2 separate regions of the Ovis aries genome follow, and region 1 is linked to region 2. The links are chromatin contacts, called in public Hi-C maps. All regions are on one chromosome and are shown on one strand. Each heading gives the region's core, a stretch centred on a gene start, on an enhancer-like site or on the middle of the called end of the contact. The rest is flanking DNA. Distances are from core to core; before and after follow the strand shown.

Region 1 (5,019 bases), core at 1,261-3,760, 48 kb before region 2:
TGCAAGGAGATTCTACCAGTCCGTCCTAAAGGAAGTAAGTCCTGAATGTTCATTGGAAGGACTGATGCTCAAGGTGAAACTCCAATCCCTTGGCCACCTGAGGCGAAGAGCTGACTTGTTGGGAAAGACCCTGACTCTGGGAAAGATTGAAGGCTGGATGAGAAGGGGACGACAGAGGATGAGATGGTTGGCTGGCATCACCACTCAATGGACATGAGTTTGAGCAAGCTCTGGGAATTGGTGATGGACAGGGAGGCCTGGCGTGCTGCAGTCCATGGGGTCACAAAGAGTTGGACAAGACTGAGCAACTGAACTGAACTGAATGAAGGATGGAACAATCTGAGGACTCTTGTCAAACTGCGACCTGAGTTTCAATAAAAGGGTAATTGATTAAACATAGCTCATGGATATGAAAGAGTTTGAAACATAAAGAAGACCTAAAACTTAATCAAAAAGCTATGACCACTGAGAGGCTACAAGATAGACAATCTATGTGAATTAGCAAAGCAACACTGCCTGTGAATATCAACTACCATGGGGAGATTTCAAATGAAGACCGTCACTGAAGGAGCCGCGTCGAATTCACGTGGAGAGAAATGACTGCATGAATATTCTGTGAGTGATTTTTCACAGGTCTCTTCTTCCTTGTCAATAACAAGGATTTTGCACTGGAGAAGAGCCCACTGAATGTAATGAATACAAGGAATTTCACTTATAACAATTTTAACTCCACATGTGTTAACTCACCCAGGACAGAAGCTGCATACTTTCAGCCCTGCTGGTAGAGACTGCAGCCATTATTCATCATTGAATTAAGGTATGCTAATTATACTGGGGGAAATAAACGCACAGATCTTAGGATGTGGAAAGGTCTTCCGTCAACCCTCCAAAGAATTTGAGATGTATTTTTTTTTAACACTTAATCTGGATTGAACTTGAACGTTAGCCGTCTTAAAGGGAAACCACCAAAGTATATCGGCGTGCATCAGCTTCAGCCTGTGAGCTTGTTAAACCTGCAGATCCAATTCTGGCTCACCAGCTGTGAGTGATTACCGCTTACCTACACATGTAACAGGAACCCTAGGTGATAATGATGCAAGCGAGTCTGCGGCACTTTGAGTAACATAAGCTGCGAATTCAGGAGAGTCTGCTTTGTATAAAATACATCACTTTAATCACAGTGCTTTGTCAGTAACAAACACAGTAAAGCTACTTCTTTTTCTTTTTTTTTTTAACTGCTATACCTGATGCAGATGCTCTGTGGATATGAGGCATCCAAAAGTAATGGGGTTACCCTCATATACCATAGACATTGGAGAAGGAGAGGGCACCCCACTCTGGTGTTCCTGCCTGGAGAATCCCAGGGACGGGGGAGCCTGGCGGGCTACAGTCCACGGGGTCCCAAAGAGCTGGACACGACTGTGCAACTGACACACACACGCTCTGGATGCAGTGTCCATGCGTTGTCTAGAGCAGTGGAAATACCAGTGCCAGGCCCTGCTATGCTTAGAAATGGATGCTCCCACTCCCATTTCAGGGCTGAGTGGTGTTCCAGGGCTGTTAGTCGAAGGCCCATCTGACCTGCCCAAGCAGAGGCCAAGAGAAAGCCTTCAGGCAGAGAGTCCCAAGTTCATGTTAAGTCATACCAGAGGCACGGACTAGAACTCTCAGTGCTTGAGAGAGCAGAAGGCAACACTTGTGTCATGAAGATAGTCACAGAAATAAAGTGTAGAGGGCAATGAAGCTTTCTGAGGGGCTCAGTGGTAAAGAATCCACCAACGAAGGAGACCCAGGTTCGACCCCTGGATCGAGAAGATCCCCTGGAGAAGGAAATGGCAACCCACTCCAGTAGTCTTGCCTCAGAGAATCCCATGGATGGAGGAACCTGGCAGGTTACAAGTCCATGGGGGTCTCAAAAGAGTCGTATATAACTTAGCAACTAAGCAACAATAACATAGAGGGAAATGCATTAGAGACAGCAAGAGTGATAGGCTAATGTCATTAACATAAATTAGAAACACAGAAGCGAAAGTATATTCTGTATGTCACTCCCATAACTTCTATGTGGACAAATGTTGACCACATTACACAGAGCCTCTGGGGGAGAAAGAATAGAAAGTTAGGGGCTTCCTGGCAATTGATGAGGAAATGCTGTCATAACCTGGGGGGATGGTGATTTAAAACATCCATGTCCTCCTGCTCCTCTAGGCTTACGGGTCTGCACTTCCTGGAGCCTCTCAAAACCCTAACCTCCCACAGCACACACAGGACATCCATGTTCAGGCTGCCTAAGAGTAAGAACTGTATGGACTACAAGGTCCCTCCCCTTTGAACCCTGGGGCCTTGGCTCACCAGGGTACATTGGAACAGGAGGGGCACATGGTCAACCCAAGTCCCCACGACTACATTTCCCAGAGCTCCGTGGTGCCGGTAACTAGACTCAGGGGGCGGAGCACTTCGCAGGCAGGAAGGAGGGCTCTTCCTGGGCTGGGCCAGGAAGTGGGAGGGTGGCTGTCACCCTGGTTCCTGGTTGTGGGCCCCAGAGAGCTCGGTGAGTGACCTGTTTATGCTTGGAAAGTGGGGCTTGATCCTGTTTCAAATGGGAGTCCCTGAGACTGGAGACTCCACAGACCTGAATTTCAGGTCCCAGGACAGTTCAGGAAGTTTGCCTGGCACATGCTCACGCCGTAAGTGCTGTGCAGGATCACAGAGGCGTCACAGACCCCCACTGCAGCTGTCAGGGTTAGCGTCACAGCCACCCAACATGCCAGCTGGGAAGACTCGGCAGGACACAGAAGCATCTCTAAATGTCAGTTTATCCCTCAGAACGCTGGGGCTAATAAGAGAGCTTTCTTACAAAGTCTGTTGTGGGGATTAAAGGAATATATAAAAGATAGCTACTGCGTACAACACGTGTTTCAGAGGACAGGGTCCTCCTCTCGGACAATTGCAACAGTGATGTCCACCTTCTCTGAACCTAACTGGGTGTGTCCCAAAGGGCTCAGTCAGTCCTGCAGGCTGTAAGTTCAGGACCACTCCGGCTCCTCTGGCATTAAGGGATCAGAAGTTCTCTATTGGTCCCAAAACACCCAAGAAGGCTGGGTTTTATTGTCTGCACAGTGTAAGGGAATTCTTGGGGAGGTTTTCTCTGGATAGAAGGAGGGGTCCAAGGGTCTCCAGGGGCCACAGACGCCAGGAACAACTGTCTCACCATCAGGCAGGCGACAGCATTCCCTGGGCACTGATGCGCAGAGTTCCGCAGGAGAGAGGAGCCTGTGGAGGCGGATGGCTCCAAAGCCAGGGGCCCTGTGAGCTCCCTGCTCTGGACTTTGCTCCCCTACCCTGCCCTGCACCCACGAAAACCATATGCCTGCTTGCTCTCTGATCACCGAACTCTCCCTTCCCTTGAGTCACTGTTTATCTTGTCAGCCACACAAAAGCTGACCCCACCCCACCCTCTCACACTCAGAAAACCTGCCAACTGTATATATAGTTCCATCCCACCCAGAGACTTATTTTGTTTGGCCTTGACAGGTTTCAACAGTTCAGAGCCAGTTGTAAAAACAGGCAGATTGCAGCCACAAATCTGAGTTTCTGCTTCTCCTCAAAAGAGAATAAAAGGCAAAACAAACACTCAGACCTTTCCGCTGACAGAGTCTGACCTTCCTTGGCTGTTCTCCTTGGACGGGCGGCTCTGCAGGCTGCCTGCGCTCTCAGCATTGTGAAGAGGGGCTGTGGGCTTGGCTTGCCAGGCAACCTCTTTTTTTTCATCCAGACGATTACTGGGCTGGCCACTTACCCCCTAGGACTGGGCTGGTTCACAGGTCCTTGCAGTAAGCTTCGACACCAAAAAAAAAAAAAAAACAGGTAAGAAAAGGGAAGGGAGGGCTTGCCTGGTGGCTCACGGCAAAAAAAAAAAAAAAAAAAATCCACCTGCAATGCAGAAGCCACAGTTTCGATCCCTGGGTCAGGAAGCTCCCCTGGAGAAGGAAATGGCAACCCACTCCAGTATTCTTGCTTGGGAAATCCCATGGGCAGAGGAGTGTGGTGGCGTACAGCCTATGGGATAGCGAAGAGTCGGACACGACTGAGCAACTGAACATCAAAGGGAAGGGGTGGGAAGGAGAGGAAAAGAAACTCAGAGCACAGGGAAAGGAAAGCCATTGGAAGCATCCCTAAATCCGACTCTTCAGCTGGGCAGCTCTATTCTAAGCACATACCCAGTGAATGGAAATCAGATACAGGAAAATGCACTTGGGCTCAGATTCTGTCTGCAGCACTGTCCACAGTGGCTGAAGATGGAAGCCCTCAGAGAGACAGGAAGGCGCCTGGTGGCTGCAGAGGCGGGAGGGGCTGGGGAGTACCTGCCCACGAGTCTGGGGTCTTACTGGGGGAGTGAGAGAGTTCGGAACTGAACAGAAGGGTGGCTACACCAAGTTGTGAAGGTACCAAAGGACTGAACTGTTCACTTTAAATAGTTTATTTAGGTCATGTGATTGTCACACCAATTTTTAATAATTTGTTCAGTCATGATGGACTTCCCGTCTGGTGCCTCAGATGGTAAAGAATCTGCCTGCAATGCAGGAGACAGGGATTCCATCCCTGGGTCAGGAAGCTCCCCTGGAGGAGGGCACGGCAACTCACTCCAGCATTCTTGCCTGGAGAACCTCATGGACAGAGGAGCCTCGAGGGCTACAGTCTATGGTGTCCAAAGAGTCGGACCCGACTGAGCAACTAACACTTTCAGTCACGGCAGAAAGGCTGGCGGGAGAGACTGCCCCTGCTTGTGGCCCAGAGTGTGACTTCGCCGCCTCACTCCCTGCCCCTGGGACCTCACTTCAGTTCCTCCTCCATTCCTTCCCTCAAAAGGAGGGCTGTTTTTCTAAACTATCAACTCCCTTGTACTTCTGTCCCAGAGTCTGGCTTTGTTCGGCTTCTGCCGTCTAGCCGGGCTCTGGGTGCCTCCTCAGCGGTCCCCGCAGTACCTGCCAGGCTCTGCGGCTCCAGCGCGGGGCCCTG
Region 2 (5,032 bases), core at 2,415-4,914:
CTTGACCCGCATGATACTTTATAGTGTTGTCTTAATTTCTTGAACTTTTGCATATGAATCTAATATTTTTCCTGTCATGAGCACAATCCCATGCAGAGCATAAAAATTAATCCAACCCTTGGGTTTATGATCATGTACCTACTTTCATTACTTCTGGGTTACCTTAGTGGATTTCTCCTCTCAAAGGCTCTAACTGGATGGCCCTTAGGAAATTTATTTTGGAAGAAATAAGTCACAGTTCTGTTTGGGCCACTGTGTCAATAGCACTAGATGGGGCTCCTTCACTTGGCTAATTAATCACACTTGCTCTGACCATGTCTATAAATGTGAATTTTGTTTTAAACTTACGCAAGCTCAATCAGAGCAATGTGTTAAGTTTTAGTCAAAGACTATAACCTCTTTCAGTCATGGGATGAATTTATATGGTTAACACCAGTCTACAGTCATTTCAATTTAGCCTCACCCTCCTTATGTTGGGAACAATTAAACCATACTAAGGACGATCAGCCTACTAAAACCAGGAAATAGGGCTGGGTTTCCTATGAGCAATGCCTATATATCCTTGCCCTGAAAGACAGGGATTGGTACGGGACAGACTGGGGCAGATGACCTGTGAACATAGCGGGCCGCACCTAATGGAAACTCTTGGCTTAAAATCCTGCTAATTCTTACCTTACTAATGCTACTAGCTGCACAACTTGTATACTGTTTTACAAGGTTGCTCTTTCTTGCATGTGACTGATTCTGTGATAAGATGGTGAGTAGGCAACATCTGGTTCTATATAAAACCAATGATTATAATTGTATTACTCCAGCTACAGGGAAAAACGAGGGAACTATTTGCCACCTTCAGTTGGGTCCTGACACCATTCAGCCTGACCCTCGGGGCTTGCAACAGGCTGCAGCACTGCCCACGGAACCACCCGGGAGGCTGGTTCATCTCCAGAAGATGCCAGTTCTACCTGGAATGTTTTAATGCGGGGGAGGGCTAAATTATTGTGCAATTAAAACAGTGTTCACTTCAGGGGCTACAGGTAAAATGTCAGACAGAGGTGCTGTTGCTAAATTCTGGCATCACATTCCCTAGGAGTCTTGGGGACAGAATCCAGCTCATCCCATGAGCTTGGCTCCCCTTATTGACATCAAGGAGCCTCTGAGAGGCTCCGGAACCCCCAGACACGTCAGGCTAATCCTGATGATCCCGTTGGCTGAGATCACTGTGGTGCCCAGGCCTTCCAGCAGCTCCCCGACTCAGTGGCCTCGTTTCTCAGCACTTCCTGAGCCACGCGCTTGGCCAGGTGACTGCCCCGCCTCCCATCAAGGCTGGAGGCTGAGCCCCACCCAGTGGGTCTGAATTGTGTTGCTTGATGAAACGCGGAAACGTGACAGGGTAGAACGGTTACAGAGCAAGTGGCGGGAAAGTCACATCAACCAAATCCAGCCATTCGGGCTCAGCCAGAAACGGGTGATTCATGTTGGTGAGCAAGACCGGCCTGGCTCGAGCACCCTTTCCTAGGGGACCCTTCAGACCCCACATCGTGGCCCGGCCACAGGGAGGGGACTCGGAACCCCCCACGGGCGACACTCGGGGACAGCAAGACACTTGTGGCAGGCCAGCTCCCACTGTGCTCCGTCCCTGCACGCAGGGGGCAGTTTACCTGAACTCGCCCCAGGCCCTGTGCCCACCCTGAGGTCACACCCAGTGCTAAACTATTTGCTTCCCAAAGCGCCCAACTCTGCCAGGCGTTTATGGAGCGCCCCCCTCAGTATCTGACCACCCTCATCTCTGACCACCCTGACTTCTGGCCAGAATCCCCCCGACTCCAGCTGCTTCCTGTTAGGAATTCTCCATCCACTGACCTTTGCTCCTCAGCTGTAAACTGACCACGTGATTTCCCTGGGAACCCGCAGTCTCCCCACCATAAAGTCCCATTACAGTGACCTCGATATCCATGGCAATGGTCAAGTAAAGTCTGCATTGCCATCTTTCACAAGTGATAGTCTGACTTTGTTTTAACAATTTAACGACGGAATTTTTTCCCCTCTGATCACCCCCAAAGTCATCCCACTCTTGCTGCTACACTGCCCTCAGAAAGCAAAGTACTGAGTTTGCTCAGACCCCTTTCTCTCCCTGAAAGCTGCTTGGGGAGGAGTAGAGAGAGATGAAGAGGGGTTGGAGGGGGGTCTGATGTAGCAAGCTTTCATTCTACAGAACTGGCCTCTTCTTAGATGAGAACATCTAAAAATTTCCCCACTTACGTTATTAAGATCAGCCCAAGGAAAACATAATCAGGGGAAAAGGCTACTGTGTCTGTGAAGAACAGAAATCACCACATGCAAACAGAACCAAATAACCATCACGTGGTGATTATTCAAGGTCAGAGTGACTTTGAGGACAGCCTCTTCCACGGCAGAGGAAATGGAATTATCGGGAAAGCTTGGTGTGTCAACATGACCGTTAAAGTCAGTGCAAGGAAAACTGAAATCTATAATGAAGCGAAAAGCCGAAGGACAAATGGAAGAGAAGCGACATGGGCTCCGGAGCTGGGTGGGCAGAGACACGGTGTCTGGGGGCCCAGTCCCAGGGCTCCCCTCCTGAGGCAGGTGCTCAGGAGACAGAACTGTCGTCAACTGCCGTGGGCCACCTAGGTCTACACCTCTGAAAAATGACAGCATCCACTACAGTTAATGGGAAAGAGAGAGGCAGAGAAAGCAGAGAGGTAGAGAGTCCGTCCTAAAGGAGATCAGTCCTGAGTGTTCGTTGGAAGAACTGATGCTGATGCTGAAACTCCAATCCTTTGGCCACCTGATGCAGAGAGGTGACTCATTGGAAAAGACCCTGATGCTTGGAAAGATTGAGGGCAGGAGAAGAAGGGGATGGCAGAGGATGAGATGGTTGGATGGCATCACCGACTCGATGGACATGAATTTGAGTAAACTCGAGGAGTTGGTGATGGACGAGGAGGCCTGGTGTGCTGCAGTCCATGGGGGTGCAAAGAGTCAGACATGACTGAGCGACTGAACTGAACCAAAGAGAGGTAGAGAGATTAGCTTTCAAATATCTCGGAGCCATTGGCTGGGCTGGATGATCTGGACCTTGCCTCTCGTTCTGGTTCTTCCTACATCTGGGGGAATTTGTTGCTCATGGTGGTGAACAGCTATACATAGGGCACCTCAGTCAAATGTCAGCCTTTCAGACTGAGGGCCTGGAGAGCTGGGAAGAGTGTTTGCTTTTCCAATAGCACCATGGATTTTGACAGTTGTGTGAACTGACTCCAACTGGTGTAAGCTTGTTATTCCTCAGAACCCACACAGGAGCTTAAGATCTGCAGAACAGATACGAAGTTCTGTTTCCAAGACTCTGAACCATCAGCGTGGAAGACACCCAGAAACAAGGAGAAGAATTAGAGCTGTGTCCAGAGTTAAAGGGAAAATACACATCACATACAACTATGGCAGAAACCCCCTTTCCCAAGGATGCACCCCCTTCCCTGAGACCCAGAGAAAAAGATTTTCTGTAAGGGAAAAAGCCGGTGCACACACACAAATGATTATGCCAAATGATCAGAACATTGTAAAAGCTAAATGTTCTGGCTCATAAGACTGAGGACACAGCTGAAATAATCAGTAGGAAAGGGTTCTCTATCCCGTGACCCGAGTGAGCATGTGGCTGAGTGCTATGCTCCAACCCACAAGGGTTCATAATCTTGTTGTTGGCTGTAAAAACACAAACACCAGAAAACAAAGGGTCATGTGCTCAGGACAGAAGGCCATTGGGAGCTAAACTGTTCCATTTGAATCCTCAAGGAAAAGGGAAGGTCGCCGAGGGCTTTGTGAACAATCAAGGGCTCAGGTCTGACCCACAGGAGGACAAGGCAGCCACGTGAGGTGTCCAGCAGGGAGGTGCTGCCTCTGCTTCCAGACAAGACGATTTACCCAGGAAGGGGGAGCCTGATGCCTTTCCAAGGACATTTGGACATCAAACAGCCGCAAGAGAGCCACTCTCCAGAGCAGTGGAAATGGAGGCTGGTGGTGGTGGGTGGATGGGTGGGGGGTTAGAGCATGGGGAAAAAAAAGTTTGGTGGCTCTTTTGGGCCAATCCAAAAAAACCCCAAGCTTAGCACTTCAAGTTTCTCTTGCAAAGATGATTATCCAGTTTGCTCATCCATCTTCAAAGGAGGAGCCTGATGGGGTTTTGAGCACGGCAGCCTTGCTGGAATGGTAGCAGTTACTCTGATGGAGCTGTGTCTGCCAGGTACTTACGACAACAGCACCTACTTCACGGGGCCACTGAGAGCTAAATGGAGTCAGTCCTCTGGGCTGGGTCTCTTCCTCTGCAAAATGAGGAAGACTGTCAGGAAATTTATCTGAGGGCACCCCGTGGGGGAGCCTTAGGACGGAGGTCAGAGGATGAACTAGCTGTTTCCGGGGGCAGTGGAGCCTGCGCTGATGACGTCTCGGTTAGCAGCCATCTCCGTCTAATCCAAAGGCTCTCTGGGAGGGCAGGCACCTTGACGGGGACCCTGCCTTCTAGCCCCAGTATCTGTCTGGAGTGGCCTCTGGTCTTCCTGGCCTGCTGCCCCTGCTCTTACTGAGTCCAAGCTCGGTCTTCTTGCTGCACGGACAGGCCATTTAGCCTAGAGAAGAGGTGTTGAGGCAAGGAATACAACTTTATTTGGAAAATTTGCTGACCGAGAAGATGGCAGACCAATGTCTCAAAATAACCATCTTGTCAGGGTCTGAATGCCAGGATCTTTTATAGGACAGAGAAGGGGAGGAGCTGAGGAAGGAAAGACCTTATCTTGCAAATATCTCCTGGAATGGCAAACCTCAGGGAAAAAAGTGAAAGCATTAGCCATTCTGATTCTTTGTGATCCCACGGACTGTAGCCCACAAGGCTCCTGAGTCCATGGGACTCTCCAGTCAAGAAAACTGGAGTGGGTAGTCATTTCCTTCCCTAGGGAGTCTTCCTGACCCAAGGATCGAGCCCCAGTCTCCTGCATTACAGGCAGATTCTTTACCATCTGAACGT

The links. Hi-C and Micro-C count contacts between places; a contact is called where the count stands out from the background.
Region 1: a contact with region 2 is called in a Hi-C map of liver, with 2.5 times the contacts expected there. The contact joins the promoter of NAT1 here to the enhancer-like site in region 2. A contact is called at or near these places in 4 of 16 Hi-C or Micro-C datasets (liver, mixed tissues, skin fibroblasts and 1 more).

What each region holds. Positions count from the first base shown.
Region 1 is chr26:38,345,997-38,351,015 of ARS-UI_Ramb_v3.0, reverse strand. It overlaps NAT1 (N-acetyltransferase 1), which reads left to right and starts at 2,510. Exons shown (of 5, transcript XR_009598647.1): 1 at 2,510-2,551; 2 at 3,776-3,867.
Region 2 is chr26:38,299,398-38,304,429 of ARS-UI_Ramb_v3.0, reverse strand. No RefSeq gene overlaps it. Among named protein-coding and RNA genes, the nearest start is that of NAT1, 47 kb to the left of the region's middle. Within about 2 kb of position 3,664, at least 2 of the 54 cell types and tissues checked have an H3K27ac peak or open chromatin away from gene starts, as enhancers often do. A contact at or near this core is called in liver, where this site is marked.